Regions from separate parts of the Zea mays genome. Here region 1 is linked to region 2. Evidence: chromatin contacts called from public Hi-C data. All regions are on one chromosome and are shown on one strand. The core of a region is the stretch at or near the end of the contact, and the rest is flanking DNA. Distances in the headings are between cores, read along the strand shown.

What was found. Hi-C and Micro-C count contacts between places; a contact is called where the count stands out from the background.
Region 1: a Hi-C map of tassel shows a contact between it and region 2, with 2.9 times the contacts expected there. The contact joins the promoter of LOC100274583 here to the enhancer-like site in region 2. A contact is called at or near these places in 2 of 25 Hi-C or Micro-C datasets (endosperm and tassel).

The regions. Positions count from the first base shown.
Region 1 is chr1:16,851,724-16,858,654 of Zm-B73-REFERENCE-NAM-5.0, reverse strand. It overlaps LOC100274583 (DUF1677 family protein), which reads left to right and starts at 1,974. Exons shown (of 1, transcript NM_001148936.1): 1 at 1,974-2,849. The coding sequence starts at 2,189. The coding sequence ends at 2,578.
Region 2 is chr1:16,185,095-16,192,489 of Zm-B73-REFERENCE-NAM-5.0, reverse strand. No RefSeq gene overlaps it. Among protein-coding and RNA genes, the nearest start is that of LOC109942745, 6.0 kb to the left of the region's middle. Within about 2 kb of position 1,274, at least 19 of the 20 cell types and tissues checked have an H3K27ac peak or open chromatin away from gene starts, as enhancers often do. A contact at or near this core is called in endosperm and tassel, where this site is marked.

The DNA of each region.
Region 1 (6,931 bases), core at 725-3,224, 670 kb before region 2:
GACAAGGCACAAGAACACACGATATTTTTTCTTTAAAAAATGTAAATGGTCACTGTCTAGTAAGGTCATGTTTGATAACAAAGTATTTTGATACTAAGGTTTTATACATTAGGTATAGAGTTTTACCTATGTAAAACCGTAGTCAGTGGCAGAGCGGAACGAAAATACAATGTATGGCAGTGGAGAGTATCCCTAGACACATGATTGCTTGAGAGGGGAAGTGAGGTGCAGGGAGGATAGGAGGGCACTGGGCGGCCGCACAGGCGAGAACGGAGGTTGTCCGGTCAGGTAGAGCTGACCTGGACTCTTCACGCTTGGAGCCTTGGATTGTTGTTGGTGTTGGAGAAGGGAAGCGGGCAAGGGACCTGGGCATTGGCACACCACACATTAATCACAGTCCGCAGGCCGCACGATGACACTGACGTGATGAAGGCACGACCATGGCTCACGGTTGCACACCACACTAGCTGGAGAGCATGGAGCACCACACTAGTTGCCAGAGCGGAGAAGGGCACTGAGGGCGGAGCTAGATAGTCCTAAGTCGCGGAGATGGCCTATAGCCCGCGAGCAAGTGGCAGCTCCGCAATGCGCGTTGCACATGACAACGACTGTGCGTGTGAGGGTTGTGAATGACGACGGAGAAGATGATCAGGTGTCCAGGTGAATGGCGATCTCGACCAGGCTAAGGTATGCGCGTGAGCCATACCGAGTGCTTCGTCCCTGACCGTAGTATTTCTTGAAATTGTGGACTGTTTGGTTACAATCCTATCTAAGGGCCAGCGGCTGCTGCACATTCTGTCGCTGTCAGATTCGTCCACAAAGTGAGCAACCCCAATGGCAACGACTGAGACAAAACTTTGGTCGTGATTCCAGTTTCTAAAACTCTAAAATTACTACAATTTTGAGGATATTGTAATATTAAAAACTGCAGTATGCAAAATCCAACCAAAACCCTCGTGTCTTTCAATAACTTATAGGGTGTTTGGTTGGAGGAATGTGTTAGTTCATCATCTTCTCACTCCTCAATTTTTTTGTTTGGTTTATGGAATGGAATGAGTTGATCCATCACCACCTCATTTCCCATAGTTAGTTAGTTAGTATTAATATGAGGAATGGGATCATCCCACCAAATTTGAGGAATGAACCCATGATGCACCACCTCAATTTGGATATAGTGATTCCTTAAACCAAACACCCTATTAGTTTCCTCAAATATTACATTATCTTATCAAAACCACAATAATACCGCGGTGCCAAACATGCCTAATAGTATTACGAAAAAGTGGCACATTTGGCTTCATCGCTATAACTCCAAATAAGCAAGTAGATCATTTTGCATTCTCGGAGAATGACTGTTAAGCCTAGAACATAGTCGAAACTTAACGTTCCATGCATACATTATTCTTTAACTATACATAAGGTATACTTAAATATATAATGAAAATACACCCCATCTGTTCTAAATTAATATTTGTTTTAGCTCTTAGTTTTTATGTCTATATTTAAATATTTGATGATAAATCTAGACATAAATATATACAAAAACACATCCATCAATTATTGTATGAATTTAATAAAAGACTAAAACGAATTTTAATTTGAGACAAAAGAAGTATCTGCCAAAGATTAAAAAAATGGCTATAAGAACGAGGGAGTAACATCAATGTTTAGTTCAAATTTTGGGGGACCTGCATCAATTTAACAACTAATAACAAAATAAGCATAGCTGTCGCTGCCAGCTCAGCAGCCGATGTTTCATCAAACCCCGGATGCCGAAGCGATTCCTACCTCAATCATTTGCGATGCGGGCCCCACACAAACCACCTCACCACGGCACCACGCCACAGCGGCACAGCCCCCTCCGTCCTCCCGCCATTTTTACCGACGCTGCTGGCCGCACTGACCCCCCGTTTCCTCGAATACAAAAGCCGCACACCCAGAGGCCAGAGCGATCAGCTCCACCAATCGCAGCTCCGCTGCCCTGCTCTCCACCTCCTCCAGACCTCCACCATGGACGAGCCGCCGCTCCATCCACCGCCCCTCCCCCATGCCCTCACCACCGCCGAGTAACACCTCCTCGCCGCCGCCCTTGCCTTGACGGATTCGAATAATTCGTGGAAGAGAAGTTCTTATTCCCTTGCCTTCAGCCGTACTGCGGCGGCGGAATCTCTCTCTGGACTTCTCCCCGATGTCCGTGGCGGCCGAGCAGGAGGTGGCGCCGGCCGTCGTGGCCGTGGCCGAGGCGGAGGAGTGGGAGGTGTGCGCCTGCTGCGGGCTCAGGGAGGAGTGCACGCCGGCGTACGCGGCCGGCGTGCGCGCGCGGTACGGCGGGCGCTGGCTGTGCGGGCTCTGCGGCGACGCCGTGGGCGAGGAGGTCGCCGCCGGGGGCGGCTCGGTGCTGGAGCTCGAGGCAGCGATCGCGGGGCACGCCGCCTTCTGCCACGCGCTCGGCGGGCGCCGGACGCCGGCCGCGGCCGAGCGGCTCATCGCCGCGGTGCGGCGGCTGCTCCGCGGCGCCGACGCGGGCGGCAAGGAGGAAAAAGCCGTGGTGGTGGTGGAGTTCCAGGAAGCCTCTTGACCGCCTGCCTGAATTTGAATGGGACGGATCGAAGATTTGTTCTTGCAGGCGGCGCTAGCTAGCTACTCTGCTAGTCCTCTTTTCGTAATTTGCATTTTGATTAGTTCTCAATATTTGTATGCTTAAATTCGGACATGAACGCTGAAATTTCTCCAACCCTTGTACACGCCCTAGGAGATGTGGAACATCAGAAATTTTGGAGAAAGAGGGTTGTGAGAGATTTGAAGTATATATAAAAGCTACAAGATGGGAGAATCCCATCTTTCATGTCATTTAGGCCCCGTTTCAATCTCACAGGATAAACTTTAGCTTTCTGCTAAACTTTAGCTATATGAATTGAAGTGCTAAAGTTTAGTTTCAATTACCACCATTAGCTCTCCTGTTTAGATTACAAATGGCTAAAAGTAGCTAAAAAAAAGCTGCTAAAGTTTATCTCGCGAGATTGGAACATGGCCTTAGTTGAAATTCATCCAATCTGTATATTTATGATTTAAGAATGCTAGGGGTGGTCGATTCTAAACAGGAATAACACCGAATTCTAAATAAAAATTGCAAAGTGACTGGCAGCCAAAGAACAGGTTCTAGATGGGGGCAACACAACACTCGCTACTTGCTTGCAATTTCTTTGAGCTAAGTTGTTTTCAGTAAGAGTGACCCTCTTTTCCGAGTACGCGAGAAAATTTTCAGTGGTACCTTTAGTTTTCAGAGAGTTTTTTTTTTAAAAATAAGTCTTTGCTGATTCCTATTAAGGTTCCACCAAAACACGTCTGTCTAACAAATGGGAGATTAACCACTCTTGATGTTGAACTATGGTTGTTGATTGGTTCAAGGAGATGCTAATCTTCGATGATTTTGTTGAGCTCAATGGAGCGAGTACCAATCATGCATGGCTGTCAATGCGATGCTCATCTTCACGTGCGCCAAGTTGAGCCCAATCAGGATCCATGGTTTCTTCCGCAATTTTTTTGTTCCGTCGCGCGTCCGACATGAAGAATCCTCCTGTGATTTTAGCGTGGATTTAGGTTTGTTTGAATGCACTACATCTAATAGTTAGTGGATAAAATTAGCTAGAGACATCTAAACACTCTAGCTAATGTTTCAGCTATTAGTTGCTACTAGTTAGCTCTATCTAATTCTACTAATAATTTTTTAGCCAATTAATTATTAGCTCTAATTTATTCAAACACTCCATCAGCGTCCTACGAACAAACATTCAAACAGCTGTCATTGTCACGTACAGGCAATTGACAAACTGTCGGATCCTATGGTCTAATTTTGTCGCCGTGTTTTCGAAATTTACAAAATTTTGAGTTAATCCTAGGTCTCGCTGTGGGCACGCATTAGTTCCCTTCAGAATTTCATGCAACGCCAGCAATCGATTCGGAATTTGTTTGGTGCCGAAATGGTTCGGCGCTTCCGTTGCTGTCCTTTCAGCGCAGAGCGCTGGCGGTCAGACTCGGTGATAGCGTTGGCGAAGCCGATCGAATCGTCCATGCGCGACGTAATCATCGATCGCTTCTCAATGGAGCACTAGACCAGTGCACCGATGGCGTGGAGACCATGATGTGGCCACCAATTATCATCGTCTTTCCCCGAATTTAAAACAAAAATTTCGTACGAGTTCTTGTTTTTTATAGGCTCGTTCCATCAGGAATCTGGACCACTGGATTAGAACCAGTATATGTGTACCTTTCGATGCTACCATCCATAGATCTTTCCTGCGTATAGTGTTCCTGGCATATTCGCCTCTCATGATGACCTGCATCTAATTTCCAGGAAAAAAACAAAGGAACATATTATGGTGATCTGGCGGCTCATTTGTCAGGTTTTGATATCTAGATTAATTAGTATATGCATCAAAGTGTGAGCTAATGCGCCGATCGCACTGGACATCTTTCTTATGATGACGTGAGCTGTTTGTTTAGGATTTTAGTGCTGCCTTGGTCATGGGTATATACACAGTAGCAGTATTGTGATGTAGTACATTTTTTTTCGCAAAAGGTGTCGTTGTATACTAGCAATCAAGCCATTAATCTGATTTTTTTTGCAGGGAGCCTGGAATGTTCCAAAGTATGCCATGGTTGGTCATAATTATAAAAAAAGAAGCCAGTGATCATTGTGCACAAGTGTTCTTTTCCTGGCGTGGAGAAAGCAACGGTTGGTAGCTTACTATGTCATTTACTGGTTGATTGATGTAAGGAACACAAACTGTGTTATGGCAATAAGCCATTAATCTGAATGTACTAAGGGTGTTCCAGATGTGCTATGTTTCTAAATTGCACAAACCAAAAATAAAGCCCGTGATCATTATATTGTTCACAAGTGTTGTTTTCCTCAAAATAAGAAAAAGCAACCATTGATGTGCATATATAACTGGAGCTGCGCTGAAATATCATGTTGTGGCAACTTGCCAAGTTACCTTATAAATTTAAGCTAATCAGGGCATTCATTAATGGTGTATTTGATTTGTGGAGTTACCTTGTACTTCATGAGATAATGTATCATGAGTTTATTCTATAAATTTTGGTGAAATCAACTCATTCCTCGTATACATACTAATTATTAGTTTATGAGAAATGAGGTAGCGATAAATCAACTCATTTTATTCCACAAACCAAATAAAAAAGTGAGAAGTGAGAAGAAGATGAACCACTTCATTCCTCAAACCAAACATACCCTAAGTAAACAATCTATCTCTCCTTGGGCACAATAACTCATAATTTATAAGGTCACCTGCAACATAATAACCTTGATCAGGACATGATGTATAGTAGCTTTAGATCTTTACAACTTTACCAGCTTTCTGCTGTTTCTAAGGGACCAGTCTCCATATTAATACATAGGGTTAAATACAGAAAAAGAACACATAACTACGACTACGCATAGAAAATAGGAAAAAGTTCAAATTACTCCCCTCACATATGAACAAATATTCACATAATCTCTTAAAGTATTTTTTGGTTCATTTTACCCCTCCATTCCTTTGAGTTGGTTTAGTTTACCCCTTAACAAAATTTGTCTTTTCTGTTTCTTCATGTTTAAGTTGGAATTGAAGTTCATATTTTCTGAGTTGATCGAGAACATCTTAACTTATGTTAGAAAATATGTTAAGAATTTTTTTTATCATTATTTCATATTTAGTTTGGTATTGTTAAAGTTAGTATCTTATCTAATCTCTAACCTATCAAAACAATTATAAAAAATCATAATATATTTTCTAGGTTAATTATGCTATTGTCTGTTAACTAACAAAAATTTGAACTGAAAACTCAATTTCTACATAAAGAAATAAAAATGACAAATTTTGTTAAGGGATAAAGTGAACCAACTCAAAGGAGTGGATGGGTAAAATGAACTAAAAATACTTTAGGGGGTTATTTGAACATTGTCCATAGGTGAGAGGAGTAATTTGGACTTTTTGCTATAAAATATGACCACACAACAATCACGTCAAAGAAACCGCTCACAAAGACCCCCATTGCCTGACAACCTAAAGCCACACCACAAACAATAGCAGCATCAGTGGAGTTGTGTTGCCCTAAGTAATAAGAAATAAGATGGAGATGAATCAACCCATATCTATTGGTGGCTATGATTCTTGGAAGGTATTGCAAGTCTCGAACCAGCCAAAAATCCCTCAAACTCAAATTTAAGATTTGGCTCAAAGAATCGCCAAAAGAGCTCGAGAAGAGAGAAATCAAACCAAGAACCAAAACAATCACATTTGGACAGGGGTAAAACCATAGAGATCATGGTATGGTTATAGCCAAACTTTCAAAAAAAAGTACATAGAAGCAACAAGCCAAAGCTCCTAGGGATCTCCTAACAAATAAGAAAACATAAGCTAGAGAAGTAGTTGGTTGGTGTAGCCCTTCCTTATTTATAGAGGAAGTTTCATATTCCTAAACTATCTGTAGATACATAGAACTTATCCACTCATCTATGGTAAAATGGACCAACTATTAATTTCTTGATCGAATGGCCATGCTTCCTTATAAAGTTGCTTCACATTTACACACCCTCCATGATGGATCCACGTGCTGCCTTTGATTCCCTCCGGAAGCGCGGTGAGGCCAAACTCGTGAAAATGTTGATGGGTGGTTTTGAGGCTCAACCACCAAACCTTCACATAGAGCATACTCCATATGTGTCTCCAATGTCCTAGAGATGTGTCCCTCCAGTCCTCAACTGTGTGTTAGCAACACGTTTCACATAGTTATCTTCGCGCTTGTTGATGTCCCTAGGTGTTAGACACAACAACTGATTACCTGGCTTCTCTAGTCCCTCTGTCAAGACGGAATGCTCGTGCTTTTTATTTGTCATGATGGTTTTTTGCCATGCGTTTTATTTTAT
Region 2 (7,395 bases), core at 25-2,524:
CCAAACAGACCGGCCAGGTTCTCTTTCGACGAGACAAGTGATGAGCCGGCTCCTGAAAGCGCACGCGCGTAACGGCGGCAAGAAAACAACGGTCCATGCATGTCGCCTTCGTCAGTCGTACTGTAGCTGTAGGAGAAAAGTAGAGAGAGAGTGGGCAGTGATCGGCGACATGACCCCGATATAATGCTACGTTAACCAACTGAGAGCAGCAGCCATGGTAACCGCAACCACCCTGCTATACGGACCTGGCCTAATAAGCCTAATCATAGGCATAGCAGAAAACAAAAACCAATCAAGCAGTCGACGAGAGAAGCAACCCAGAACGAGGGCAACCACCCTCCATGGACATGGACCACCCTAGAGCTCGCCAAAGAGAGGCCTGGCCTGGAGGGATCAATCTGGCGCAGACAGGGAGGGTGTATGGTTTGAAGAATAAGTTAGTGCATCAACTTCTCACTTTTTTGTTTGATTTGTGAATTAAAATAAATTAATCCATCACCACATTATTTCTCATAATTAGTTAGTTAATACTAACATAAGAAATATGCTCGTCCCAACAAATTTAAGAAATGGACTCATAATACACTAACTAATGTTATATAGAGTGATTCCTAGAATCAAACACATCCTTCCGTAATAACGTCTCCAAGGCCACGCCATCTTTCCTCTAGCACTGCACACCCCATGCTGCCACCGCGCGCGACCCTTCCAAATCCCACCCCTTTCCAACCTCTTTACCACTAGTCCTAGTTGTTAATCCCCGCGGCCAGCGGTGCACGGCACACGCGCACCCGCTTTCGGTCGCGCGGCCAAGGCGTGCGTGCGTGCGTGCGTCACAAGACAGGCCAGGCGCGAAAGAGAACAGATTATTCGCCACCCGTGCAACGGATCAGCTGCCAGGCAGATGGGGGCGTTGTGTGCCTCGTCCGATCAAACGCAAGCAGCAGGCGGGCAACAGGAGCAGCGATAGATCTCACAGGCTCCAGCTGCGCCTCTGATGCGGCTGCCGCGGCGCTGGCCGACCGCGCCAAAAGCGAAAGCCTGCCGCGATGGCTGGCCTGGCCGAGATATGTGTGCGCGCGTGTGTGGGGTGTAGCTATCCCTTCGGCCTGCGGCAACGCCTCCCGCGGCAGGCACAGCAACGTGACGTCCCAGCAGACGCTGCCGGTGCCGTTGCCGCCTTCGCTTTTCCGCTTTGCCTCGGCACACACTGGCCGATCGGTCCGGACAAGGAGAGGGTCCCTGGACTGGATGCTGCCGCGCGCACCGGGCAGCCAGAGGACGAGCCGAGTAATACGCGCGTTTTCGGACACGACGCTACAGCTTCCTGTCGTGTCGAGGGTACGCGGGCGCGCTGGAGCACTCATTGAGCTCATCTACTGGTAGAGTGGTCGCCCTGTGTTTCGTCGCTTGCTCGCTCGTCGTACTAGTAATCAGTTACAGAGATGAGATATAAACTCGGTCGGTGTCTTCTTTTTGTCTTCGGTCTGCTGAGCTACATACATGCATGCAGTAGCTACACGGCAGTGCAGATGGAGTGAAAGGATACAAACGAGCGTGGCTTGGCCTGAGACCGTCTCCTTTGTTTGCCCATGTAAAAACAAAAAGAGCGGCGTGGCGGTATGGAAAGCCGTGCCTTGTTGCACATGACATGCATGCTGTTGGAATAAGTGTAAACGAGACACAGAGAGTAGAAAGGAATTGACAGTTCTTTCTTTATTGCAGCAGGGGTTATGTTTATATACATATGAAGGGGTGAGTTCACAAGGGGTGTGTCCCTTGGGAATTATCTGTCGCACCCCTTGGATTGATCACAAATACAATAATTTGTAACACTCCCCCTTGATCAATCCAAATCCATTTGATCATCTGTAAGTTGTCTTCCAATATATTATCTCCTCAAAAACCCTGTGGGAAAAAATAAGGAGTACACAATGTCTTTTGGATTATGAGTAGAACTCACACTGACCTCCAAAAGAAAATATGCCTGTAATCATCATTCTTAAAAACCCCCGTGGGGAAAATTAATGATGAAGCATATAGCTTAGTTGATATTACCTCATTAAAAACTTTGGATGAGAAAACCTTAACAAGGCAAAACTCATACAAAGAAAAGAGTGTAATATGATGGATCAAAACAGGTCAAATATCATGGAGAATTACTCCCCCTGATTCTTGCAAGCACTTAAGTCTTCTCATACCAATCACCTCAACACATTTCTGAAACGTTGAGTATGGTAGAGATTTTGTGAATAGATCAGCAAGATTATCACAAGACTTTGTTTGCAAGATGTTAATATTTTCATTTTCCTGTTTCCATCTGAACAACACAAGCTCAATTATCCTTATGGATAATGGTCAGTGATTCAATCGAATCATGGTACGTTGTTCTCCAATGGACCTCTAGCCCAAAGAACAATAATATGTCTATAGCCATCATCTCAAAAACCCCAGTGGGGAAAATAAATGATGAGACATATAACTCAGGCTAATATTTCTCCAAGATAATCTTGCCAGAAAATCTGAGAAATCAACATATCAGCTGAGTCTCCTTAAAAACCCAGTGGGAAAAATAAGGAGAGTAGTCATACTCTATTGTTGGTCCATTTGAACTCTAGGGAGATAAACTCATATCCTAGTTCAAATACAACAATAACTATACCATAATGTATCATCCTCGAAAACCTCTACGGGAAAAATAGATGATACGACATAGGCCTTGTGTTGATGTTGCCTCGTTAAAAACTTTGAATGAGAAACCCAAATAGGTGAAAACTCATGCAAAGAAAAGAGTGCAACATGATGTATAAACAAGTTCTTTCAATCAAGAGGGAAACTCCCCCTGATCTTTACAAAACACTAAGTCATCCCATACATACTCACAAACACATTTAAAATGTGGAGTAAGTTAGAGACTTAGTTGGTAACTTGTTTTTCATCTAAACAACACAAAGTAATATTATCTTCATAGATAATAAGGTCACTGATATAAAATCATGACCACCACATACCCTCTGTATGTAGTATATCATTCTGTACAATCCCATGAAGTGTACTATAGAATGATTAGTGTAAGTGACCATTAATCTCTGTTGATTAACATTTATCAAACAGTAGGTCCAACTTACCAGAAGTATGTCATTGATCTTGTACCTGGGGATCTTCTATAGATATCCAAGATCAATATATCCAAACATAAGGAGAGCATGAGTACACCTGGAGATCATAACTCGATCTCATGTCCTGTTAGCTAGCAAATCATTGCAAAGCAATATCCGGCCGGATGCTCTTGCAAGATACAATAGCACATCTCATGATCTGAAAGAATCAAATGACTATGATTCCATTATATTGAATTTCTTCAATATACGTTGGATATAGACAATTTTTGTATCCAAGATACTCAAGATAGTTTACTTTGAATTGAAATTCTCTTTCAATTCATATCCTCTATCTCGAACTCCGTCGATAAGTAATGTATGTTTAGAAATATGTTGCACATATTTACGCTAAACATACCATTCTTTGTGTATCCCTTCGGAAGGAAGGATTCACTAGGTCGAATGTACCATATTTGATCTGAATGCTCTAAGTCACAAAGACTTTCTAAGCATTGCAAATTTGTGATTGGTTATTATGTATTTGGAATCCTTCAAGACTCCATAAATACCATAATTCAGTGACCACATATGCACATGTTGTCACTACATCTATCAACTGCACAGATAGATGATTTACTGCCCATATTATTGTATCGGAATTTAACTACTCACAGTAGAGGAGAATTTATATCATTAAAATAATGCTTGGGTTTGCGTATAAACCCAGTTGCTACTAGCCATGCTTTCTCACCACCTCATTGTTTCCAAGTCCATGAAAACAAACTTGTATCCACAGTAAGATACCTTGAAGTGAAAATAAGTTAACACTTCTTTTCGGTGAGCAAGGCTATCTCTGCAACATTGTATCACTCAACAAGATCCATTTTGAGCATACTCGTGCTCTGCTATGGCCATAGTCTTTTGGATCACTTAGAGCGCATATACAATTGCTGAGATGTATGTGTCGACACTTGTAGCTTTTAAATAACACAATTCTCCAGTTGGCATGAAGTCATTTTCTTATGTACCCTTATGATTCGTCGTGAAATCCCAAAACGAGAATCAAGGGCTTCCGATAACCTAGCCTCATCAGTGCGCACTGAGCTAGGTTGTGAATGTCTTCCATTCACAGGATAATCCATATCCTCTAGGTGTCTACCAACACTAGGTTGGTTACCAACGAATAGTTGGTCTGCATTTACTATCTCAGAAGGTCTAGCCTTCAGCTGCTTGCAAGCATCTTAATCCCAATTTGTGACCATACTTCTCCCCCTCTTATTTACAACAACGTTGCAATAGGGAGTTAAGTGGTTTTCCATGTAACCACTCTTTCTGGCACTTCCTCATAGGATTAATTTGAGTGACACCTCATAGTAAATGCATATGGCAGTTAATTTGCAACTTCTTGCAAATCATTCGAACCCAAAGGTTCAGTTTTAGTACGTGATCCTGAGCCTGAATGCTTACTGCATTCATTATAATTTCCTGGCATTCATTTTTGGTACTTGAAATCTCCCCCTAATGCCTGGAAAAGCTCATGATTCAAGCAAGCGTACGGGCCATAAATAGAATCTTATGAAGAGATTCTAAAACTTAATGATCGACGGAGAATGAATTCTCACATAGATCCCCAGTTTTCTGTGTGCCCATATATGTACGCTGCGGTGGTGAGATTGGGAACATACCCAATGTACGCATGAGAAATCTTTCACGGATTCCCACGTACTAAAAACCATAGGGGAACTTGTACATGCAGTACATGCAGTTAATCACAAGTCAGGAGCGTGCAAAACTTCCTGACTCCAACCATAACCAGTTGGAAATGACAATTCATTACTGATGGTCATTAATGATCTGAAATTTTCGAATCAATCACAGATTCATCATATCCTTTATGGATATCATTTTGAATACCAAGACAAACAATCACCATTGTAAGCACATTTGGTAAATTCAGTAGTGTGGAGGCTAATGTGCTCAAGCTTGAGACATTATTGCTTAATGGACATGTGTTGTCCGAAGGACACACTTGAGGTCATCATATAGATGCACCAAAGAACCATATAAAGCCTTCGATGTCCATACAATCTCTGTAATGGACCACACTCGTTCCTTTGAAACAATTCAAAGAACTTAACCAATTCAGATCAGATTTTAAGATAAGAGGGACTTAAAATCTCATTTCCGATGATACTCATCAAGTATCTATCTTATGGGAAAAACATGACCAATAGAATTGTCCATAACTTTTCATTTCATCCCAATAATGGAATTACCAATTCAGTCTTACCCAGCATGGTAAGTATCATCACATGAAAAGTTTAACAAATGCAACACATTGTACGAGAGGATGTATGTCGAATACTATCCATAAGAAATGTTTTCGTGAAACACATGCAATATCCATCACTATCACTTTGTGTTTCCACATGATAGAAATTATATGGATATCTCTATAATATGGTAAGATAGCAATTAGGATATCTCAACACATCCTTGATACTTCCAATACCAAAGGGGATATGATAATAACATATCATGATATCGCCTGAAGCGATTGTTAAAATATTCTTTCCTCTTTCCAAAGGAATATGAGAATATTTTGTATCCCCATATATAGAGTTTGTGGTTCAATTCTCCACATTACATGTTTCTTCCTTAATTAGAAGAATCCCCGTACAAGTTTGCATAACTCAATCAATGAGTCTTCAACTCCCTTGATGAGTTGGTTCAACTCTAATCGATGAGTTTGTTCAACTCAAATCACATGAGTGATCAACTCCAATCGATGAGTTAATTTAACTCAAATTCATATGAGTTTTTACACTCACATGAGTGTGTTCAACTCACATCGCATGAGTTGAACCTATCACAACATCAATTATGAGATTATACCAAATCTCATGCATCATTTAAATAGTACTCAAAAGCAAATCATCTAACAAAGTGGTCTTCTCTTAGGAAGAGAAGTGTTGTTACATGATTAGTCCAAATCACGATTTACATAACTAACCACTTTTATCATGTCAGATGGAAGATTGAAGTACACTTCATATCTTAGCTTTCATGAGTAGTATGCATCTATTGTGATTTCATATATAAGATGTCTGTGCATACAACACTATATCACATATAGTGTAATGACAAAAGAGTTTGTCATACTCATTGCTCTTCCCTTTTTAATGTGCTTATATATTTGCTTTCAAGCAAAATATATGATACAAAGTGTTAGTCTACAGTATAATGTAGACACATACTCATAAGTCCACAAGACTTATGATTTTCTTTGCTATTCATTTTGCGCTTCCACATCAAGCCACAAAAGCACATAAGTTCTTTTCATAAGAACCATAAGAGAAAGAGAGCATCTCATTTCCTCCAAATTGAAGAGGTGAATTCCCATATCATGCAAAAATGATCTTGATATCTAATGAACATTGAGGATAATTAAGGCCAGTAGGCGAGTTCATCAAACTCTATTAAATAATTATCATCCAAATGGCTTAACCATTTTCTGATGTTGTAATATGCCGCAAAATATATCATATCTTTTATATGTTGGAGAATTCTAGGTATCACATAAAGTGTACCAAAGGATTTTTGAAAAATTGGTGGACACAACGTAGATAATCTCCATGTAATGAAACAGTGGAGTAGATCTCTCAGTAGTGGGCAAAACTTTTGCTGCCTGAAAGCATGGTCTCTGGGCTGATATATTCAAAGAACATACCGCAGCCAATGCTTAGGACTCCACTACCCTGTGCTTGACCAAAATTTCAAAAATAAAATGGGAATCACCATAAAGGTGAATAACGAACATTACATCTCCAACATATCTATTTGGGAGAACACATAGGTAATCATCATGACCATATGATGTAGACCTCTTACTGATGGGCAAATAACATTTTGCTGTCTAAAAGCTTGGTCTCAGGGCAAACAAATTCCAAGAACTTATTGCAGTCAAAGCCTAGATCTCCATCATGTGTTGAAATATCCCAAGTTCAAGATATGTGTCATATTTTGCAAGAATTCATCGTTTAATTAAGTAGAACTTAATTAAAAGAATTCTTTTAGCAGTCACCATGACTGCAGTGTCCAGCCTGGCTCCATAGCCCGCGACGCCTGCGTGGTCCGTGATCTTTTTGGGTAGCACGTATAGGTAATCATCTCGAAAGATGTAGACCTCATAGTGATAGGCATTTCAAATGCAGCCTAAAGCACGGTCTCTGGACTACTAAATTCTATACAGAATTTAGCGCAGCCAGTGCTTAGTACTCCATCACCCTATGCT